2 separate regions of the Mus musculus genome follow, and region 1 is linked to region 2. A link is a contact called in public HiChIP or PLAC-seq data. All regions are on one chromosome and are shown on one strand. Each heading gives the region's core, a stretch centred on a gene start, on an enhancer-like site or on the middle of the called end of the contact. The rest is flanking DNA. Distances are from core to core; before and after follow the strand shown.

Region 1 (7,358 bases), core at 2,853-5,352, 480 kb after region 2:
ATTAAAATTCTTTGATTGGTCTAAATTTATAAGATTCGTGTAGCCACTTAATTTGGTTTTTTACTGATCAAAAAGATGTAAGACTGGTTACTAGAAAGTTAGCTTTAAATTCGTAACTCAGGTTTGGAGTCTTTCCAACACCTGGCATAAAGCAGGTCAAAAAACTAGGCCTCTAAGGGATACTTCTAGTTGAGATAATATTTAATGTGATTCTTATCCTAAAAGTTAGACTTAAAGAGAAGATTTAAAACAATGTCTCTTTAATGAAGCATTGAAATCTGCACTGTCATGCATTCATAGGTATAAATTGGCAGCCAGATTTTGCAACGTTATAGTGAAGTTTTAATGTTGTTTCTAAGGTGATAAATTGTTTTGAAATTGGGTTTTGCTTTCCCAAAGTTATAGTTATAGTCTAATATTGCAAAAGAAACTTAAAAATCCTGAAATCTGTCCTCATGGCAAGAGGAACTAAGCTCTGAGCAGCCTCTTCCAGGCTTGAGTGACTTTCTTTTGTCTTGCAAATGGTGTCTAAGGAAGCTCTCAAAACTTGCCTCTACTTGCCTTCAGGGAAAATTTCTTTTAGCTAAAAGAGCACCTTTGCAGATCTACCTAGATGTTGTTCTAATGAAGTTTAAATTGTAAGTTTATAAAAGGTCAATCAGGCTGTAGAATGTATCAGAACATTGCGATTTGACTTGCCTACTTCATGTATAGTTATTATAGATTTAAAGGTTTGTTTTTTTCTTTGCATTCTGATAAGTGTAAAGAGTTTTGCCTCGAGTGACCTCGAGTGATCACTGAAAAAATTTGCCTCTAGGTATGGCTAAGATGGCTTTATATTATGTAAGAAAACATTTTATTATCTCTGCTTCAATATAAGAAGCTAAGACTTTGAATCTTTCAGTATATAGTGTTTCCTAAGTGGAAAGTATTTTATTAGCTAACGCCTCTAAAGGGAAGTTTACTTTAAATCCTTGTTCTCACACAAGAAGTTTTTAAGTTCTGGGGAGTAGCTGTTGCTCCAGAAAAGATTCAGAGGCAATATCTTTTTAATACTCAGAGTTTTAGTTATACTATAATATTGGGGTACAGAAAATCTAGAACGAAAAATTGATTTGCTTCAAAATTTTATTTTCAAAAGCTTCCAGGAGATGTTAATTGGCTAAGACCTTACCTTAAATTCACCACAGGAGAACTTAAGCTTTTGTTAGGTGCTATTAAGTGAGACACAAATTAACTGGCAAAGAACAAAAGGCTTTGCAGAAAAATAAAGAAAGCTTTTATAATTGTTATCAATTATAATCAATGGTAATTAAATATTAGCTGTGCCCACAGCAATTCTTTGTAAAGAGAAAACATTATGATAAAGTCATTTATCTTCTCCTCCCTGCCCACCGTTGGCCCACGTGGAGCCAGCTGATTGTTGGGTGCTGTGGGGCAGGGCCACGGGGTACACAGCCTTCCCTGAGTGGTGGTGGCATGGGAGGCCTCCAGAAAGCAGGCGCCTTTGTAGTGAACTCAGGAGAGCACCACACTTGCCATTGCCCCCATGAGCCTCCATCTGTCCCCACCAGGATTAGCCGTATCCACCCCCCCACACCCCCCCACCCCCCGCTAGAACTCAGGGTGCTCTGCTGCCCTCATTCGGGCTTTCTGACCTACAACAGATTGGGCCACTTCAGCCTCTTCCGCCTGAGAGGAAGGCGGGAGGAGGGTGAGTCCAAGGTGGCGTTCACCTCAAAGCACAGTTTTAACATCCTATTAAGGCTGCAGTGGTGCTAATGAAGAGTTGTAAGATATATTCGTATATTTTAGAAAACCTACAACAAAAATTGTGTCTTAAGAACCTGACAAAGTTTCTGTTCCTTGTTCAAAACAGCAATTACATTGGTTATTACAGAATATTAATATTCAATCTATTGCATACCATCATTTTAAATAAAATTGACAATCACTATCCCAAAGATAAGTTAAAAAAATTGTTCTTATGCATGCTTCTGTATCTTCTACAAATTCATGCCTGCATGCATCCCATTTACTGTGTCTAAAAACACCGCTTTTATGGGAGAAAAGTATATGTGAATTGGATCACACGTTTATTCTTTTGAGCTTCCCCCTGCTTCAACAGAGATAATTAAATTGTGTGCTGTAAATGGTATTTTAAAATGTTGAATAATCAAGCACATTATTTTAATCATATTTTTATTTTAAGAATTTTGAAATTTGGATGGCAAAGAACTTAATAAATGCCTTATAGTATCTTAAAAACAGGACATAATCATGTCTAGGTGAGATGAAAAGGATCTACTTATTGGCATATGGCTTGATCCTGAACAACTACCTTATTAGGAAAGGGAAAAGCATAAGTTTTCTTCATAGAATGCTGCAGAAGCAAAATGGCTAATTTGTGTGACAAGCTGACAGGTGAGTTCACTGAGTGCCCTGACTGTAGTGAGAAGAAAGCTGAATTGGGTATATGTTTTTGTCCCATCTTTGTTTGCCATTTTCCCAGTTTGGACAAGCTAAGGTGCCTTGCCTTGCTTCAAGCTTTTTTAACCTATGGGACATAGAACACTAGAGACCGTGTAATCTGATTTAGAAAGATTAGTCACAAGAAAGAGTTATAGTGATTTTTCTCCTTCCCTCATTGTGACCACTCAATCTTGGACTGGTCTAGTAATAATTCCAGTATTAGAGATTCTTAGGAAAGATAGATAAAATCTTAATTACCTAGCAAAGTTAATTTGGAGCACAGACTCCACTCCCAGAAAGTTACAGCCTTTCTGTGATTCTCAATGCCACCTCCCCCACACTGGGAACTCTAAATCTCAGCTTGATCATTGCTAATTTGCAATTGAATGGAGTACCTGGACTTCCCCAAAGAAGCATTCCTATTGTTGCCTCCAACAGCACAGGTGGCAGTTATTAATTTCCATTGAGGAAGCATTCTAAGTACATATTGTGGATTTTGGCCTGATTCAGAAATAAGGTTTGCTATGAGGGCTGGACAGTCTAAGATGGGCACCCAGATCTCAGAATCATATCAATCTAGACAGAGGTACATGCCAAGAGGCTGTGGTTTATTAATAATACACCACAGAGTCATGTAAAAAATTGGAAGAAAAGGTTAATGTCTTAGAAGTAGTAGTCTTAACAATAGGGCAGGACATAGCATATATTAAGGCTAGAAAGGCAGAAATTTCAGATATTAGCAAAAGTCACTTGGACACTTGGAACATTGATGAATTGGCCAGAGATTTAAAAAATAACCTAAGTGCATTGAATCCCCTGGATTGGGTTCAATATATATTCCTATTTGCTATTATTATTGACACTATTTTATTAGTAAATCGTTGTGTTTCCACTCATTTTTAGAGCACTCCTGAGATCTGTAGCTATGGCAGGACTTTCCGGAACTTTGGCAGAAATATAAACAGAAAGGGGAAGAATGCTATGCACACTCCAATGAAGTTTGCTTGGTAGGCTGAGAGGCATCAGAGCACTCATGAGGCAAAGAATTTCCTGGAACTTTGGCATTCTCATTCTCATACCCTATCCCCGAGTTAGTCTGGTGTATGGATCCACGTGCTCTCTTTTAGTATTATCTTATTATAAGTGCCTTTTAAGATTGAATTCTGACATAGCTAAGCCTTCGCCAATGTTCCAAAGTCCCAGAAAGACCTTTAAGCTGACAAACTTGGAATTCAGTAGGAATTCAGTAAGGAAGTTACCTATTCAGTAACTAATTAGCATTACAAAGGACCAAGCAGGAATGGCTCAGGGCTAGTCTGCAGAGAGTTTACTTGAGGTAGTAATCAGTCTAACCCAAACACAATGGCCTAGTGAATAGGTGGGTTTACCATGAGAAAAGTTAGGGAATCCCACTGAGACAGGTTTCTTCACTAGGCCCAAAGAAATCAGGCAGAACTATAGAGCATAAATAAATTTTATGCCTCAGTCCAGCTTTTTTTTTTTAAATATTAATAACAGGGAGGAAATTGTAACCTCTCCCAAGCCTGAAGCAGGCTGAGCTAGACCTTGATCTTGCTACCACTCAGGAGATTACCTAGGGTAGAGCCTTCCTCCCTAGTTCACTCTATTGTTCAGCCACTGTCTCTGTTCCTCTTCAAGATACTGCTACCTTTGGGGAAGCTGCCGAGCTATTCCAGAGACTACATCCTATCCTGCATGTCATCACCTGAAGCTGGTTCCAAGCTCCAAGAATGAATTGGTGGGAACGGGCCTCTCCCCCCACCTCCTTTATAAGTGCATTCTCCATTAAACATTTGAGCCTTGGTTAGGAACCTGGTCTTGGCTCCATTTTTCTCGCCCACCTAATTCTCCTCTCTTTTCAGGCCTGGTTTGCCTCCCAGGTGAAACCCCGTTTCTTGTGAGCTGCTGGTTGGTTTCCAACATTTTGGTATTTTTGTTAACTAACATCACCATGGATTTATTCAGTAGCCTATGTTAGACATATAGAGGCATCTTTGATTTTTTCCCTTCTTCTTACTCTTTCAATCAACCATTGGTCAAATCAGTATAGTCCACCTCCATATATTTTTTAATGCTTTGATCTTCCATCTCTGAGACAACTTTAATTGTAGAAGTAACTTCTATTTGCCTGATGTAACTGTCATCTTAGAGACTTACTACTGAATAAGCTCACCTTTTCTAGCTCTTTCTGAACTTTGGCTGGCTGATTCAAATCAGTTGTTTTGGCTCAAACTCCTCTCAGTGCTGCCTGATTCAAACTGGCTTCTGTCTAAATTGAATTGCTTTGCTTGGCAAAAACTGCCTCTGGTACTTTGTTCTAATATTCTGACTCATAGTTCTCTGGTTTTAACTGCTTTTGAGTACCTGCATTGAACTGCTTGAATTCACAGAAGAACCCAATTCCATTGCCATGTACTTGCTACACTGACTCCCACCTCACTGACTCTCTCCCTGCATTGCTCTTAAATAGCTTCTCTTTCCAGTGCTGTTCTCATGGGAATTGGGCATATAATATCTCTGTCAAATATTTTTTCATTCATCACTTCATCTTTTCCTCAATTAGATGTTATTGTTTGGGATTAAAACAGTGTACTATAGGATTTCAGCCAAAAGGGTTAAAGGTGTGTACTAAAAATATACCTGTATCCCAGTCAAATCACACAGACCAAGAAGGTCTTTGGATGTGATCAGAACAGCCATGTTGCTGGATTAATATTCTTATTCCATTTAGTAGTTGAGAGTCTTTCAAACCTTGGTCAGTATAATGGCATCATTTCTTACCTGGCAATTCACTCTCTATTCTGGATACCTCTGGCACTTTCACTAAACTGAGATGTACTTTTAAATGGAATGACCAAAGATGTTACTGTCTGGCAGAAAAAGAAAATATTTATTGGCTTTTAATCTTACCCAGAAAATATTCAGAGTTTGGTAGTAGTCTTTTCACAACCTGTTTGAATTGCCTCCAAAATTATAAAATTCAAATTTCTAAAGGGAAATCCAACCTCACTGGATTCTTAGCATGTCTATTTTTTCTCTATCAAGAATTTTTGTCTCTACATTACTTTACTGTGCTGTCCACTCATTTCATCCTTGAAACTGGGTTTTAATGTAAATAAATCTCTAAATTACTGGTGGAAAAAAAGAAAAAAATCATCTTAATTTCTCATTCTCTTTTTCTATCCTCATTTTTTTCCTCCTCAAACCTCTGCTTTTTTTTTTTTTTTTTTTGGGTTGTTTACATTTTTATTATTTAACTGTATGTGTCAACATTAAATGTTGCAGTCCAAGTTTCCCCTCATCGATGTGTTTTGATAACATTTCTTTTTTTAAATTAGATACTTATTTACATTTCAAATGTTATCCCTTTTCCCGGTTTCTGCTCCAAAAACTCCCTATCTCCCTGACTCCCCCAAACCTCTGCCTTTTTAAAAGGCAGTCTTTAAAAGTGTGGTCTTCAGTATGACAGGTGGGTTCAGTGTCATCAACCTTGCTTTTCAAAACTGGTTTACTACCTGTGCGTGTAGCATACCACTGTGATACAAAAAATGGAAAGATCAAGAGAAGAAGGTTAAGAGTTCAAGACAAGCCTGAGGCTAGACTCATCTACCCAGCAAGACCTTGTTTCAAATCATCTAGAACAAAAATAAACCAATTTCTCAAAACTAAGAATGGCCAATTATTCTCTTGACCATTTTTTTAAAGCCAATTCCTGAGTTTCTTAGAAATAACACAAAATGGAGCTTTACATGGAATCTCAGAAGCTTTTCCAAACTATTTCCTGTGGTTCCATAGCCTCAGAAGATGACTTAAATGTATCTTTATCATACAACACAATAGAAGATCCTGTATACAATATCCACTTCCTGAAAATTCATTTAATACATAAACAGAAAACTCCCTGATATCTTGCAAGAGAAAATTACCTCTAGGTTTTGTGGTGCATGACCATAATGTCTTCATTCAGGTAGGTGGAGACAGAAAGGTCAGTAGTTCAGGAATTCAACACCAGTGTCAACCACACAAATCATATTGGGCTGCATAAGACCTTTGACCCTCAAAAGTAGCATTTGCAAGCTAAATTACTAGATTAAAAAAATGTTCAATATTCTAACTTAGAAACAAAATATACCACAGAATTTCCAAGCTTGGATTGTTTTCACATGAGTAAACTGGTTGTATGGATTTTTAGAAAGAAAGCCACAGAGTGGTTTTCCATACCATCACATAATATTAGAGCTCTTGTTTCAAAGAAACATACTGTTGGCCCTGTCATGTTATATGTTGACACAGTCTTGCTGTGTATTCCAGAATCTTAGTCTCAGTAATTAAAACTAGTCATGAAAAGGTAACAAATTTGAGTCAGAAATAACAAGCTGAAAAGGACATCATCAGACTGTGAGCAAGGGAGCAAATGCTACACCCATCCCTAATTTTGTAAATAAAGTTTTATTGGAACATACACCTATTCCCTTACTTCCGTCTGCATTTCCCAGTTGTTAAGTAAGTAGAGTTTCTCAGAGACTGTAAAGCTTGCAAACCCTATATTAATTGCTTTCTCTGTTTTAAAACAGAAAATTAAAACATGTCATAATGTAAAAAAGACAAAGAGCACTTAGAGTAGCCTAAGAGAAATTAAAATGGGATAAATAAAAGACAAGACTTTAAAAAGGCTTTTGTTTTTCACAAACTCACTCACCAATTTTCCTCACACAGCATTGTACTACAAGATAAGGAAACCAAAATAACTGTCTACAGCTTCTTCTGTGGAAATATTTACTACACAATAAATGTATAGAAAATCTTTAAGAAAATTGATAAATTATTTACACAAAGCAATCTGTTATTCTTATCTCACATATAAG
Region 2 (7,565 bases), core at 4,182-6,681:
TAATGTCTTTTGTTGGAGGCAGCAGCCCTTTCTCTCTACCTAGCTCTAGCTCACCTTATTCTGCAACACCTCTGGGTCCAAACTCTTTGTGTTATTTCTGAACCACAGGAAGAATTCCCTTCATGTCTCAGGCAAAATCTATATTCTCTTTTACCTTTAAAAACAAACTTAGCATTTTATCATATGATTTGCCTGCTTGTAGGAAGCAGGCTGATTTTACTTTTGCTCTCTGCCTTAAACCTACTATTGTGTCTCTTTTCACAGCAAGAGAACTCAGAGCCTGAGAGCTGAGAAGTGCAGAGAGTCAGGAATTTGAAAGGAGGTGTGTAGGAGGGGTGTGTGTTACTCACTAGAAAGTCCCAGATGCTAGAGACCCAAGAGGTCCCCAGGACCCAACAGGGAGGGCATTAGCCAAAATACCTAACAAAGTGGAGACAGAACCTGTAGAGACCATATCCAGTGGATAGGCACAACCCCTGGTTGAGGGATGGGGCCACCCACCTACCTAAAAAATATTAATCCAGAATTCTTTCTGTCAGAAGGAAGTGCAGAGACAAAGAGTGGAGCAGAGACTGAAGAAAAATCCATCCAGAGACTGCCCCACCTAGGGATCCATCCCATCTGCAGACAGCAAACCAAACACTATTGCTGATACCAGCAAGTGTGTCTGACAGGAGCCTGGTATAGCTGTCCCCTGAGAGGCTGTACCAGAGCCTGACCAATACAGATGCAGATGCACAGAGCCAAACATCGGACTGAGCACAGGGACTGCAATTGAGCAGTTAGGGTAAGGACTGAAAGAGCTGAAGGGGTTTGGAACAAAACAAAACCAAAGACCCATCCTTTGTTTCGGCTGGGTTCTATTGCTTTGTTCCCCATTTTTTGTTTTATTTTTGAAAGATGAGCTGGATGGGGGCACAAGATTTTCTTGTTCTCCATGATCCCATCTAGAAAATATTATGGCTAAGCAGCTGTGTCTGTCTTAGGTCTGGGTCTATATTGCTCCTTCTTACCCGTCTCAGAGAACAATTACAGCTTGTTGGGTTTTTTTTTGGGAGGGGGGGGCAAACATGACCTTTTGGAGCTTGTCTCTGTCTTTTATCGATATGAGCTCAAGAATGCCAGTTGTTGGTCTTGGTATCTGACCACCAGCCCTCATAAGCACACCTTTTTCCTACCAAAGCCACAAAGGACATATGAGTATTTCTTCATAGCGATGAATAACTGCCATGGTTAATAGCTGAGCTTGCTGAAAGTGATCCTGTGTGAAGGCAACCAATCTGCTTAAGATACAAAGTCTAAAGTTAAAAGCAAAAAGATTAAAGTTTATTATTATTATTATTCAGTTTAGCTGCTAATTAGCAAAGATCAGACACAAAGATTGGCCACCAGGTGTATGGGAGGTGGCTTTGAAAAATGATAGAAAACGCTTAATTCTCTGGTATGAGTAGAGACTATGCTCCAAGTGAACTCACCGGGCTAATAGGGTTTTTGAGCCATCTTCATAATTGGAATCATACTTACTGGAAGACTCAGGATCTGTGTCCATTTGGTGGACCAATCTTCCAGGCAGCCATCAGGCTACATTTTCTTTTTGTGAAAAAACACAGACAGTTCCTTGCTCCCATATTAAATACTGATCAGGATTATGCCATATGCCAATAAGAGGATTCTTCCATTTCACCTAGGCATAAGTATGCCTAGTTGCCATAGATACTCAGCAGAGAGTTCCTTGGCATCCAAATTTTTAAAATTTAAAAATAAAAAGTATGATTTAAATAATATGGCATACAGGGAAATAGTTCCCCCTTTTTGTTTTTTAAAGAAGATATTATTTAGTTCCACAATACCTTGTCCTTGATAATGATAAAGAATCCCAGTAAAATGGGGAATATTAAATTGTCTACAAAACATCTCAAATGCTTGATAGTAATAGCCAGTTCTATCTTCTGTTTTAATCTGATTTGGAACACCAATCATAGACAAACAATGCAGGCAATGACTAATTACATTTGTAGTTGCTTCTCCTGTTAAAGCAGTTGCAACTAGAAAGCCTGAAAAGTTGTCAATAGTCACATATGCACATTGTGCTTTTCTAAAACTAGGAATATGAGTATCATCCATTTGCAATAATTGATTAGGTATAAGTCCTCAAGGATTAACACCATTATGTGGTACAGATAGAAATTGAGGACATTAAGGGCAAGTCTTTACAATTTGACTTGCACATTCTCTAGAAATACCAAATTATCGTCTCAATCTATTACTATTTTGATGATGTAAAGAATGAGATTGTATGGCCAATTGTTCCTGTGTAATGCCTATAATCTGCCTGGTATACAAATCTGCTGTGGCATCGCCCTAAAAGGTCTGTCCAGACAATCCAGTATGAGCTCTTAAATGTCCAAAGACAGTCCTTTAAAGGAACAGTACTTTTCTCTTGACTTGAGTCGTATTTGCATAAATAATTGCAAAATCTGAGAATTAGCAGTATCTAAAAAAGGAACAATTTCAAGCAATTGTAAACCATAAACTATTTATTGGCTATCAGTATTCAAATTAAAAACTTGATAATTCAACATTTCAGAAACAATGGCTACAGCATATAACTCAATTATTTGTGCTGAAGTGGAGGGAAACTCAAGAGAATAAACATGTAATCCAATTATGCTTCTCTCCCCTTAGATGAGCTGTTTATAAATACAGTAATGCATTCTTTATTGGCTGCAGGTGTAAGTTTACAGGAAATACAAAAGCATGCATAGAAGAAAATTTTAACAACTTGTCTTTTGGATAATGATTATCAATTTTGCCTAAAATGTTTGCTGTGCAATAGGCCAATTATCAGTATTCTGCAATAGCCAATTTAATTGATGTTTAAAACAAGGAATTAATGCGGTTTTTAAGACATTATTTCCAAAATGCTTTCATGATTCTATCCTACAATTCTGTATTAACACAGCAACAGCTTTATAATAGGATGTTCAAACTTTACATGGAGACAAAGAAAGATGAATCTACATTAATGGTCCCATTTGCCAAAGAATTGCTGTGGGCACATTGAGTAACAATAACTAACCCAAACAGCCAACAATTGACTTCAGCAGCTTCCTCTACTTTCTACAAAGCTATTTCTTTTCACCATTTAATTTGCACCCCCCATCAGAACATCAAACAGAGGCTTAAGTCTTCCGGTGGTGAGCTGAAGTTGAGGTCTTAGCCAATTAACATCTCTTAAAAGCTTTTGAAAAATAATTTGAAGTAAGCAAATCATCTTTTCTTTCCTGAATTTTCTGTGTCACAATTTGTCTAGGATATAACTGAGGCCCCAAATATTGAAAAAGATATTGCCTTTGAATCTTGTCTGGAGAAACAACTATTCCAAAATTTGAAACTCGTTGTGTAAGAGCAAAGGCTTGTAGTAAAATTCCCCTTCGAAGGGATTAACTAATAAAATATCCATGTAATGAATTATATACACTGAAGGACTCAAAGTTCTTGTATTGAAGCATAGACAAAAGAAATTCTTATATAATATAAGGCTATTAGCCATTCCTTGAGACAAAACTTTCCAATGATATCACTTCATGGGCTCCCTAAAATTAAAAACTGACTAAAAGCAAACGCTTTTCAATCATCAAGATACAAAGGAGCAGAAAAAAAAAAATTCTTCCTAATCCATAATACTTCTATATGCATTTCCTGGAATGACAGTTGGAATAGGCAGGCCAAATTGCAAGTTCCATAGCCTAATTAACATTTCATAAATCTTAAGTGTGAACTTTGTTTTGAACAACACCTGGATAGATTTGTAATAATGCTGTTTCAGCTTAAAAACAATTCACAGATACCCAGAGGCTAGGGCCCAAAACACTTCCTTAGGCAGGGTTTGCAAGACAAAAGAAATGCCACACAAGTCTCTGCTGAGGCTGCTCTGAGCTTTGCATTAACTCATAGGTAAATGTTTACTTTAATCTCCACAGCAGCAGCCTCCACCTGCTTGATTTTTTTTTTCTTAATTACAAATATGGGTGAGTTAAAAATCCTGAGCCTGTGATCAAACTGCAAACTGCAGCCAATGGAACACTGGTAGTTTAACCATAATTTTTAAGTTTCTTTTGCAATATTACAGCATAACCATAATTTTGGAAAGCAAAACCCAATTTTAAGCAACACATTCTCTTTAAAACCAATACTGAGAGCATTATTTTCATGTTTCAAAGTTTGGCTGCCAGTTCTTATATATGACTGCATGACAATGTAACTTTTAATACCACATTAAAGAGACATTGCCTTAAATTCTAGTCTGGTTTCTAGGATAAGAATTACATAAAATATTATCCCAATTTAGAAGTATCTTTAGAGACCTGTTTTCCTGGGTTGGCTCATGCCATGTGTTGTTTAAAATGACTCCAACCCTGAGTTACCAGTTTTATGGTAACTTTCTTGTTACCAATGTTACCAATTTTTAATCATACCCAAAAACTTATGAGCCAAGACATGCAGAACAAATTTATACTTTTAAAACCAGTCAGAAACAAAAATGAAGTGGCTACACAAATCTTATATCTTTAGACTAAACAAATTTTTCCTGCTTTTTCTAGGTGAAATTTCAAGAGATCAATCATCTTGACATTTCCTGAACCCAATAATCACAATTGTAGAGAATTTTCTAGAAGAAAACAGCCATCAGCTTACTTACCATAGAACTTGAGAAGCTGCTGGCTCCTTTAAGAGCAGCTTTTCTCCAGCTGTGCTTGACTCCCAGCTACAGTGCAAGGTAACTTACTGGTTTCTGCTGTGCAAACTGAGACTGCCTTCTAAACTAAATCAGAGCTTGATAGCCAGCAGATAAAGTTTTAACCATTTTATCTTTTGAACACGAAACATAGAACAACAGCTATTCAGACAATGAAACAAAAAAATGACACACATGGGCAGATTGGTGCACCAAGTTCAGACAATAGACAAAGAGGGAAGAGAACTTGATGTAATCAGAACTAAGTCCAGTAGGAGCCTGAGAAGTAGCAGAATGGACCTGATTTCCTTCTGTCTCTAGGGGAGCTCTGAAATACACTTTCCTTTGAAAAGGTCAGCTCAGGAACTTTGGGAAGGTCATGGAACCCTTGCCCTTCCAGAAGGGAGAGGATAATTTACATTCCTCAGATCGCAGGGCGGGAACCAACCTGCGGATGGGGACACATTCCACAGAACAGACTGTTGTCCACCTTCAGACAAGGGAAGACATTCTCTGAAGACCAACCAGTTTAAAGGGTGCACTGTGGCACCAATCGTATTGTGCCTAGTTGCTGATACTCTATTCTGCCCCTGGAAACCACATAAAAGCTTGCCCAATGGGTGCTTGTTACCTCCATCCAGCCTAGCAAGGCTGGCTGAGACCATCCACCACTTAGGCGGAGCCACCTGCTGTGCTGCTTCTCAACACTCTCCTTTGATGTGCTACTACCTGCTACCTGCCTGAGGCTGAACCGGTTCTCCGAGATCTGGAGTTAGCTACGAACTGTGATTTTTGCGGGTTCCTACTAAAAGGCTGATCTGACAACTTCAAAGGAACTTTGCGTGACTGGGAATGGGCCTCCCCTCTTCTTTATAAAGCGTGTTTGCCGACATTAAAGTTGAGTCTTGATCAGAATACTGTCTTGACTCCATTACTCTCTTTACCCGCCTAGATTCCCTCTTTTCTTTCAGTTCTAAGATGCATCTCAGGCTCAAACCCAGACATGAGAGCCACAGGCTGGCCCCAACAGGTGCTGCCTCTCCTTTGGGTCTGGGGTGACCCCAGGGCACTGGAACAGTAAATTCCTCTTGCGTTTTGCTTCGATCCAGGATCCAAATGGTTCACTCAGGGGGTCCCCAGTAAGCTAAGGCTCTCTGGATTCTTACACCTTCTCTTTTGCTAATGTGTCCTAGACAGGGGACAACTGATTTTCTGAAACCTATTCTTTCTGTCTTTTTCTCATATTTGTATATTTACCGTTCCTACTTCTGGAAACCGTGCACAGTATAAATATACTTGAGCTAAGAATTTACCTAACTATCCTCCACTTCACCCTACGCCGCTCACTGTACAGAGACACAGAGATATCCATATGTCTTTCACCATTGCGAAGACCAGTGCTTCTTGTTTCTGGGAGATGAAGCTGCCCTGTCTGCTGTGGATGCTGAAGTCCACCAATCTCCCATTCACAGCTGTAGAATTCATGCTCTGACTGCCACAATGGCTGGTAACAAGTCACAGATAAATACCAACCTCAGATATGCCTTTGTTCAAAGAGAACTTCTTGCCTCAACTGAGCAGAACTTTGAAGGGCCATCTCATCTTCCACATTCTGCAAGAGAAGGGCTGTTGGCTCTAGCACTAAGGACTTGCAGAATCTATTTCAGCTTGTCAAGACCTACTTTCATTTTCTCAGGCAAGTCCCTCCCAACAATACTGCCAATAAACTCTCAGTGTACAAAAAAAAAAAAAAAAAAAAAAAAAGAAAAAAAAAAGAATTTAGCTAACATCTCTTTGTTGTTGTTGCTTTCTGGTATTTTTATTTTATTTTATATTATTTTACTTTATTTCATTTTATTTTATTTTATTTTAAAACCTGCTCCCCTCACCTGATGCAGCTCTTGACTGCAGACAAATGCCTACATAGAATTCCCCCATTCCAACTCACTGTCATACCCCTAGGTGAACTCAATGTTGGGTCAATAACTCTTCAACCTAGCCCTGTATCCCATTGAATGCATCTCTTACCACCCTGCAGGATACCATTACCTCTTCGGTTTTCAGTAGAGCCCCACCAAAATCAGCATTCCTCAGTTGATCCCCCACCTCCACCCCTGTGTTCCAGCCCATCATTCAGGAGCCACCTGTAGCCATCCAGCTGCCATGGAGAACTGGGTATAACTGAAAGGGAGGCTGGGAATGAAGTAGGATGGGCAGGTGAGAGCAGAATGAAGCCAAGACAAAGGTTCTCTGGTCAAGGTTCAAAGTTTAATTTTCAGCTCTGCCTACATGTATATATAGGGTGAAAACCCAAAGACCCATCCTTTGTTTTGTCTGGGTTCTGTTTCTTTGTTTCAGCTGAATTCTGTTGCAAAACAAGCTCAGATGGTGGTCTGCTCCTCAACTCACCATAGAAAATGTAAATGTGGCAAGGCCATGCAAGGACTCCACCTAGGTTGTAAAACCATCAGATTTTTTTTTTTTTTTACCTTATTCAAGGCTGGAGGAAGAGCACAACTAGGTTAACATATATAAGGTCTTCAAATACTGTGTGGTTCACACTTACCTAAATAAAGTTTAAGCTCAAATACCACACCATTTTTCAGACACAAAGACACTTGCTCTGATAAAATGAAAACCTCGATTAATTTTATAACAGCAACATGTCTTGAAGAAGGTATATGTAAGACATATTCTTCTTATATCATGCATCTACTATTTGATCATATTTTAAAGTATTGAGTTTAATCCAGGTAAGTAAAATATTTAGATATTGAATTCTCCAATAATTTCTTTTTGTAACTGTTTTTCCATGGGCAGATTATAA

The links. HiChIP or PLAC-seq counts read pairs in DNA pulled down with a chosen protein or histone mark.
Region 1: a contact with region 2 is called in an H3K27ac HiChIP or PLAC-seq map of embryonic stem cells, with 7 times the contacts expected there. The contact joins two enhancer-like sites. A contact is called at or near these places in 4 of 484 Hi-C or Micro-C datasets (all in embryonic stem cells) and 3 of 115 datasets of contacts at active chromatin or transcription factors (all in embryonic stem cells).

The regions. Positions count from the first base shown.
Region 1 is chr5:18,561,594-18,568,951 of GRCm38.p6, forward strand. No RefSeq gene overlaps it. Among named protein-coding and RNA genes, the nearest start is that of Gm31752, 70 kb to the left of the region's middle. Within about 2 kb of position 4,103, at least 13 of the 459 cell types and tissues checked have an H3K27ac peak or open chromatin away from gene starts, as enhancers often do. A contact at or near this core is called in embryonic stem cells, where this site is marked.
Region 2 is chr5:18,077,075-18,084,639 of GRCm38.p6, forward strand. No RefSeq gene overlaps it. Among named protein-coding and RNA genes, the nearest start is that of Gnat3, 120 kb to the left of the region's middle. Within about 2 kb of position 5,432, at least 13 of the 459 cell types and tissues checked have an H3K27ac peak or open chromatin away from gene starts, as enhancers often do. A contact at or near this core is called in embryonic stem cells, where this site is marked.